Regions from separate parts of the Callithrix jacchus genome. Here region 1 is linked to region 2. A link is a contact called in public Hi-C data. All regions are on one chromosome and are shown on one strand. Each heading gives the region's core, a stretch centred on a gene start, on an enhancer-like site or on the middle of the called end of the contact. The rest is flanking DNA. Distances are from core to core; before and after follow the strand shown. Region 1 overlaps CFAP43 (cilia and flagella associated protein 43). Region 2 overlaps STN1 (STN1 subunit of CST complex).

Evidence for each region. Hi-C and Micro-C count contacts between places; a contact is called where the count stands out from the background.
Region 1: a contact with region 2 is called in a Hi-C map of induced pluripotent stem cells, with 5 times the contacts expected there. The contact joins two enhancer-like sites. A contact is called at or near these places in 2 of 3 Hi-C or Micro-C datasets (induced pluripotent stem cells and skeletal muscle).

The regions. Positions count from the first base shown.
Region 1 is chr12:97,218,715-97,222,748 of calJac240_pri, reverse strand. The region is part of intron 3 of CFAP43 (cilia and flagella associated protein 43); the gene reads left to right. Among named protein-coding and RNA genes, the nearest start is that of CFAP43, 12 kb to the left of the region's middle. Within about 2 kb of position 2,503, at least 3 of the 16 cell types and tissues checked have an H3K27ac peak or open chromatin away from gene starts, as enhancers often do.
Region 2 is chr12:96,887,511-96,891,213 of calJac240_pri, reverse strand. All of the region lies in intron 7 of STN1 (STN1 subunit of CST complex), which reads left to right. Among named protein-coding and RNA genes, the nearest start is that of STN1, 31 kb to the left of the region's middle. Within about 2 kb of position 1,988, at least 4 of the 16 cell types and tissues checked have an H3K27ac peak or open chromatin away from gene starts, as enhancers often do.

The DNA of each region.
Region 1 (4,034 bases), core at 1,254-3,753, 330 kb before region 2:
AGAGCGGGCAGGAGTGAGAAGGGCAGGGGAGGACAAGGTAGATGCATTGGGGAGGACCAGACACTGCTCTCTCATGAGGAGATTCTCAATGAGGGTCTGTGGCAGCAGAGGTGCCCTGGGGCCCAAGAATGAGTATGAACAGAGCTGGAAGACAGACACTCCTCCAGCCTCTGCCCTGGAAACCCAAGATTAGAAACTTTGGCAGCAACCCTGATGGCACTCTTGGGTGCTGCATAGAAATGTGAGTGGGGGGCTGGGTGTGGTGGCTCACACCTGTAATCCCAGCACTTTGGGAGGCTGAGGCGGGTGGATCACAAGGTCAAGAGATTGAGACCATCCTGGTCAACATGGTGAAACCCCGTCTCTACTAAACATACAAAAAATTAGCTGGGCATGGTGGCGCGTGCCTGTAATCCCAGCTACTCAGGAGGCTGAGGCAGGAGAATTGCCTGAACCCAGGAGGCGGAGGTTGCGGTGAGCCGAGATTGCGCCATTGCACTCCAGCCTGGGTAACAAGCGCGAAACTCCGTCTCAAAAAAAAAAAAAAAGAAATGTGAGTGGGATTTAATCCTATGATGAGGGCCAATAGTCCTCTTCACCAGGTAGCTTTGCCAGCAGTGGGCCTAAACACAAGGGAGCTGGAAGATAAGCAGGGAGGAGGATGCAACTTACTTGGTGAAAGTAATTTAGTAAAAGTTCAAAAGAGGTGAACTTCTGGAAGTCAGACCAGGAGGAGCTCAAGTACCATGATTTGACTCCAGGAAGTAAATTAGTCCAAGAAGATTTTACCTTTATGTTCTAATGTTTTAAAAAAGCAGAATGGATTCATATATTATTTGTGTTATTAAAAATAACAATTTTGAAAAAGAATCTAAGTGGAGAATGGTCTTATAATTCTAGTCTCAGGCTGGTGGGGCCTGGGACATCTGGGGTTCACAAGCAAAGATAATATGCTATACACCAGCTATACCACCACCATGAGTTTCATCAGAGAGTCATTCACTGAGATGTCCAATGGATTAGTCCATTTAATCCCTGCCTCCCCTCCCCGCCCCCACAAAACCCCCATGAGACATCTATGATGGTCCTCATTTTAAAGAAAGAGACTGAAACTTTAGAGAGGTGAGATGTTAAGGTAGAATTTCAAACAGATTATAAGACGTAAGGTGGTTTCGTATAACTCCTTAATAAGGGAACCAGCAGGAAGACAAAAGAAGCTGGTCCCTGTCTTAGTAAGCTATCACAAAATCCCATGGACTGGGTGACTTATAAACAACAGAAATTTGTTTCTCACAGTTCTGGAGGCTAGAAAGTCCAAGATCAAGGCATTAACAGCTTCAGTGTCTGGTGAGGGTCTGCTTCCTGATTCATTGATGATAATTTCCACTATATCCTCACATGGTGGAAGGGATGAGCTAGCTCCCTTTTATAAGGAGACTCATCTCAATCATGAGGGCTCTGCACCCTTGACCTGATCACTCCCCAAAAGTCCCAATCCCCAATACTATCACCATTGGGGTTAGGATTTCAACATAGAAATTTTGGGGGCACAAACGGACTATAGCAATTCCTGAGTGCTTAAAAGAACATACAGCAGGCACTGTGGCTCATGCCTGCAATCCCAACACTTTGGGAGGCTGAGGTGGGTGGATTTAATCCTGAGGTCAGGAGTTTGAGATCAGCCTGGCCAACATTGCAAAACCCCATCTCTACTAAAAATATGAAAATTAGCCAGGTGGGTGGGTGCCTGTAGTCCCAGCTATTCGGGACCCTGAGGTAGGAGAATTGCTTGAACCTGGGAGGAGGTTGCAGTGAGCTGAGATCACACCACTGCACTCCTGGGTGACAGAGCAAGACTCCACCTCAGAACACACACACAGAGTTAGAAAAAGGAATGGTTAAATAAAATTTCTAGGTTAGATACATGAATGATTAACTTTCCAGAGATCCCTATAACCTTAGCATCTTAAACTTATTTTCTACCAGGGAATACAATCATAGCATTGTATATGTTCTAGTGTTAAACTCTAACCTGTAAAAGCGTGCCTGCTTTTATCACATTGGGGCTGTTAGTATACTAGGATAACAAAGTTACATTCTCCAGGAGTGCCAGATATGGGGCAAGACAAGGTACAAAGTCTGGTTTTTGTTTGAGGAGGCTTGTTGGAAAATGCTTGCAATACCATGTGAGAAATCAAGCCAACACAATTTTTCTTTTTTCCAAGTTTCATTATTTTTTGTTCTTATAAGCTACTTCCCTAAACTTATGTAGTTGGTAAGTTGCTGAGTGGGCTTTAAACTCATTTGGTTTTTAAGCTCTTTCATAGCTTTCATTAATCTAAGGTACAATGGGAACATGTAGTAGGGGTACCTCACCTAATCTGATGGTATAGGGGGATGGTCAGGGAAGGCTTCCTGGAAAAAGAGGTAATGTTTAAGCAGATACTTTTATTAATTAGCTAGACCTACCATAACAAAGTACCACAGCCTTGGTGGCTTAAACAGCATAAATGTATTGTCTCCCAGTTCTGGAGACTAGAATTCCGAGATTAAGGTCTTAGCAGGGTTGGTTCCTTCTGAAGGCTGTGGCAGAGGAATCTGCTCCCATGCCTCTCATCAACTTCTGCTCATTTGTTTGCTAGCAGTCCTTGGCTTATAGACACATCACCCAGATCTCTGCTTTTAGTTTTACATGGCATTCTCCCTGTGTGTGTCTGTCTCCAAATGATCCTTTTAAATACGAATACCAGTCTTACTGGATTAGGGCCCATCCTATTGACCTATTTTAACTTGATTACCCTCTGTAAAGACCATATTTCCAAACAAGGTCACATTCTGAAGTGCTAGGGGTTAGGATATTAGCATGGGAATTTGGGGGAGGCACGGTTCAACCCATAGCAATACCTAAAGGATGAGCAAGAATCAGCCTTGTGACGAGAAGAGAGAAGATCCCAGGCAGAGGAATGGCATGTGCAAAGTCCATGAGGTAGAGAAAGCACAGCAGGTTTAAATGAAAAGGTCATAGTAATGGGAACAAGAGATTTGCCATGAGAGAGGCAAGCCTGGAGGGACAGTCAGAGGTCAGCTCATGAGCAGCCATATAAGTAGGTGACCATGTGGTTTATCATCCACATTAGGATGCTTTAGAGAGTCCTGAAAGGGGGTGTTGCTAATGAATGCAGGGCACCTAAACTGGGTTTAGCCTAAACTGGATTTCTCCTAGGCATACTGCGAAGGATACTCACCCTCTGTATAAGCTATGCTAATGGACAAATCTTTTATCCTAAAGGCAATGTGAAGCTATTAAAGGGTTTTAAGCAGGGATGTGCCCATTATGTCTGCATTTAAGAAGACTCCTTCCAGCCGGTTGTTTCCCTCCAATACTTTTGTATTGTGGAAGGTATATTGGAAGGAAACCAGGCATGAGCATCAATTAGGAGGCTGTGGTGGTCCAGGTGAGAGATGACTGTGCCATGGACTAGGGTGGGAGTAGAGAAGGAGGGAAGTGAAACTATTTTGGAGGCGTTTAGGAGGTAGCATCACAGGACTCGTAACTGACTAAATGTTGGGTGTGGTGCTGAGGAAGAGGGATGGGCCTAGGGTTATACCCAGAGTTGTGACTTGGAAAACTTAGGGACACTGTAGTGCTATTCAGAGAGATAATGAGAGCTTGAGGGCAGGGAACTTAGAGGAGGCAATGGGGGAAGGTGAGCTGGGAGACAAACTGAACTATGACTGCTTGAGATGAACAAATGGAGATAACTAGTTGGCAGCTGATAGATCAGTTAGGGCTTAGGGTCAGTTGTGGTCACAGAAACCCATATCACCAACAGGTGTTTGCTTCTTTCACATGCAATTGTCTGGGCCCAAGCATCTGTGGATGTATGGTGGTTCCTCGGGGTCAGCAGCCAGTATCCCACTGTAATGCTGCTCCACTGTTCCTAGCATGTTGCCCTCATCTCTAGTATTTACCCCGTTAGAGACTAGTGATGAGGTCAACACTCTAGAAACAGCAGAGAAACTCTAGGAACCAC
Region 2 (3,703 bases), core at 739-3,238:
TGTTCCCTTGTTGATGAGGAACTGTGATCCCCCGCAGAGGGAGAGGCATTCTGATTTTGGGTATTCTCAGCCTTTTTATGCTGGTTTATCCCATCATTGTAAATTTATCCACCTGTCGTCTTTGTAATTACCGACTTTCAAATTAGGTCTCTGAGTGGATGTCCAACTTGTTGATTCCCAGCGCCAGAATCTGAGCAACCCACTGTGCCGGCTAAAACAGCAGCATTAAGATTCATGGTGCTTTTCTGCCCTGGAATCTCCAATCTGGCTTTCTTCTTGAGTCCCTTTTTCAATCAGCTGAATAGGCGACTCTGCCTTCCTGGAGCTCCAAACATCAACCAAAAGGGGAGCCAGTCCTGTTTACTCTGCACTGAGAACCGCTGAGCCGGGGTGTGGGCAAAACCACCACGCCAGTCACAAGAGTCGCGCTGGCGACCCGTGGGGCTCCTCTGCTAGGAATCTCCTGATCCGTGAGCAACAAAAATTTGTCTGAAAGTGTGGCGTCCTCTCGGTCTCTGCGCTTTCACTGGGAGCTACAATCCCGAGCTGCTAGTAATCAGCCATCTTGGATCTCTCTCTTCATCTATCTTGTTCTTTGTTCTCTACCCATGGCCTAGAACTGGTCTGGCATAAAGCAGGTTCTCAGTAATTATTTGCTGATTGAAAGAATAAATGATTTTTAAAAATTCAAATCATCCCACAAAGTGTAAAGGTAAACATCAGTTTCTTCCCATCCTCCCTCTCACTCCCTTTCCCCGGAGACAGGCACCAGTACTAGTCTCTGGAATATCCTTCTGGAGATAGTCTGTGCTTATATGAACTCTAAGTCATTGTAGCCCTTTCTGTTTTACACAGATGGTAGCATGGCGTAGTATACTAAGAGACACCTCACTTTTCACTGACGTGTGTCTTACAGATTCTTCCCTAGCCGTACATATAGATTGGCCCCTACAGTCTTTTGTTATGTGTACCATCATGTGTGTGACCAATCTCTCCATTCCTGGACTGTTTAGATGTTTTCTGATCTCTTGCCATTACCAGCAAGGCTGCTGTTGAATACCCTTCCTAGGTAACATAAGTTGTTTTTGATTTTGGTGGAACAGATACTGAGTCACATCCTGATCTCCTGGGCATGGCCACTGCTTCTCAGTTTTGTTTGTGCTCCTAATTATCTCTTCTGGGCAACAGCCTGATGTGCCCAGTGACCCATGATTTCATATGGGGAGATGAGGGATATCGTTTCAGCAAACACCAAGGTGGAAAGGGTCATGACTGGCTGCTTTGTTCTTTGCCAAGATTGCTTCTAAACAGTTGCAGCGCTCCAGCTGTCTGCTGACAGCAAGATTGACCTTCTTCCCTCTTAATCATTTAGAGGCGGCTCAAAGCGAAATTGACCTCCTAGGACTTCTGATGATTCTATCAGCATGTTTGGAAAGAAACTTTAAAGCTTAGTGAAGACCATATTTTTCACATGAAACCAGCTCTTCTGTGATAGCTATAATTAAGTAAAGAGAGAAACTTAAGCATTCTTTGAGGACTAAAAGACTCCTCCATTCAAAATGATCTGTGGGGAACTTTTGGCGTGATATCTTTTTGAAGATGCTTAGAACAGAAACTTGTGTCTGCCTAGTGCTGTATGTTTAAAAAAGAATTGAATATGGCACTATATTTGTTTCGTCTTTGGAAACTTTTTTTCCCATCAATTAGGAGTTAGTCCCTCACATTGCTTTGGCTGGGGAGGTCAGTGTGATTAAATTGGTTCTGTTTAATAGATTCCTGGGAGACTAAAGGTGTTTTACAATGGGAGTGAAACCCTAGATCCTTTGTCACTTTCTGTTGTCATACAGATGAAAGCTTAACAACAACAACAAGAAATCATTGTGATCGAGTTATAGTTTAGAGGCAGATAGAGAGCAGGCTTGAATGATTCCTCCTTTTTTCATAGTGGCCCTTCTTAGCAAATCCAGAAACATGATAAGCAGGGCTTGCAAAACCATTGTTTCTTTGACAGCTGGATGAATGTTGAGTTTGGGAATGAAGACTATATATATTTCAGGGATCCACCCAGTTCCTGACCTGAGATGAGGAGAGGCTTGGTAAGGCTTAGCATGTTTAGCTAGTCACTATTTTTTTGTCTGTGAGCAATTTTGGTTTTGTAAATCTGATGAGTCTGTCATTGCTCTTTCGAAAAAGACAAGAAAGACACAGATCCCAGTCTAGGAAAAGCTGCTGGCTAGAAGAGACGATTAGTGGCTTTACCCTTGAGACTATGCTCTTTATAACTAGGCCAGGGAAATATGTCCCAAGGTCAGCTGAGGCAAATGCTTTTGGAAAGGAAGCTTCACGTATTGTTTATATTTACAGAGAGCCATTTCTGTTGAGTCCTCCTTGTTCACAGCTGAAACTGTGTTTTTAATCTCCCAGGCCTAGGCATTCTGTCTTCCTGTTACTTGATCTTACTGAAATCTGGGAGGGAGAACTAGGTTTTTTATATGGTTTGGGGATAACCAAGAGTCATTTTTAAAGACAGGAGTGATCATGTAAGAATCATCTCTAGTTTCCAATTTATTTCTATCTTGCTAAGAGATGTAATAAACCTAATCCTTAGGATCCTTATGTGAAATTGACTAAGAAGATAGATCTCCTTAGAATTATAAACATTAGTTTCTCCCTAACCCCCACTGTCCCTCCCCTAGTCCCCCCCCACAGACTAATTTAAATTTAAAAATTTTTTTTAATTTTTTAAAATTTAAAATAATTTAATTTAAAAAATTATAAAGATTAAGAAGTTATGAAGGTTTGCAGAGGAGTGTCCATTGTGCCAATGGTATATCCCCTAAGAGCACTCGTGTATGAAATTAAAAACAGTTTTGCCCTAAACCTCTGTGACTAAAGAGATGTGTGGCTGAGGATTGCTAAGTGAGGTATTTATTCTAAACCCACCCAGATAGCTTTTTGCCTGTGGGAGTTGTCAAATATTTCCCAGCCTTATTCTCCCTTCAGAATAGAAGCTTTCATAACCTGGATTGTTTGTCAGTTTTGGGGCCCTAATGACGAGGTTCTCCAGCTTGTTCTTTTAAGGAAAAACTTAGACTGTTAATTCAATTAAGAGTGTTAGGCTGTTATTGTTAGCCCAGGAGAGCACATTTGTGAAACATCACCAGGATCTACTAGAGTAACAAAAAGCCTGTTTGGGATGCCTCTTCTAGAAAGAGAAGGTTTCTTTGGGGTGGACCTGTAAACACGAGATCTGTAGAGGCTGTTTCCTCTCCCCTTAAGAAAATGTCATTAGCAAATCTCAGCCACTCTTTTTCAGCACCTGTGGGTGCTGCCCCACATAGCCTTTGTAAACACCTTTCATTAGAGGTAGGACTTGCCCTTCAATGCTCTTTTGGATGCTTTGGCACATTTCTTTGGAGCTCTGATCTTTTCAATATCTTGACAAATTTCTGTCACATTAAAAATGGATCTGTACTTTGAAGGGCAATTGTTGTCCACCATTTTCTTTGTTTTCAGAGGGAATGGAAAATCCCCAATGGAATAATAAGAGGGATACACACTCTCTAATGGGTATTTGTTTCCATTCATCTCACAGATATTTTTTCTCTAATGAGTATTTGTTTCCATTCATCTCACAGATATTTTATCGGTCACCTAACACATGCTAGGGAGGAGATGGCCAAAATGAAACAAAGTCCCTGAC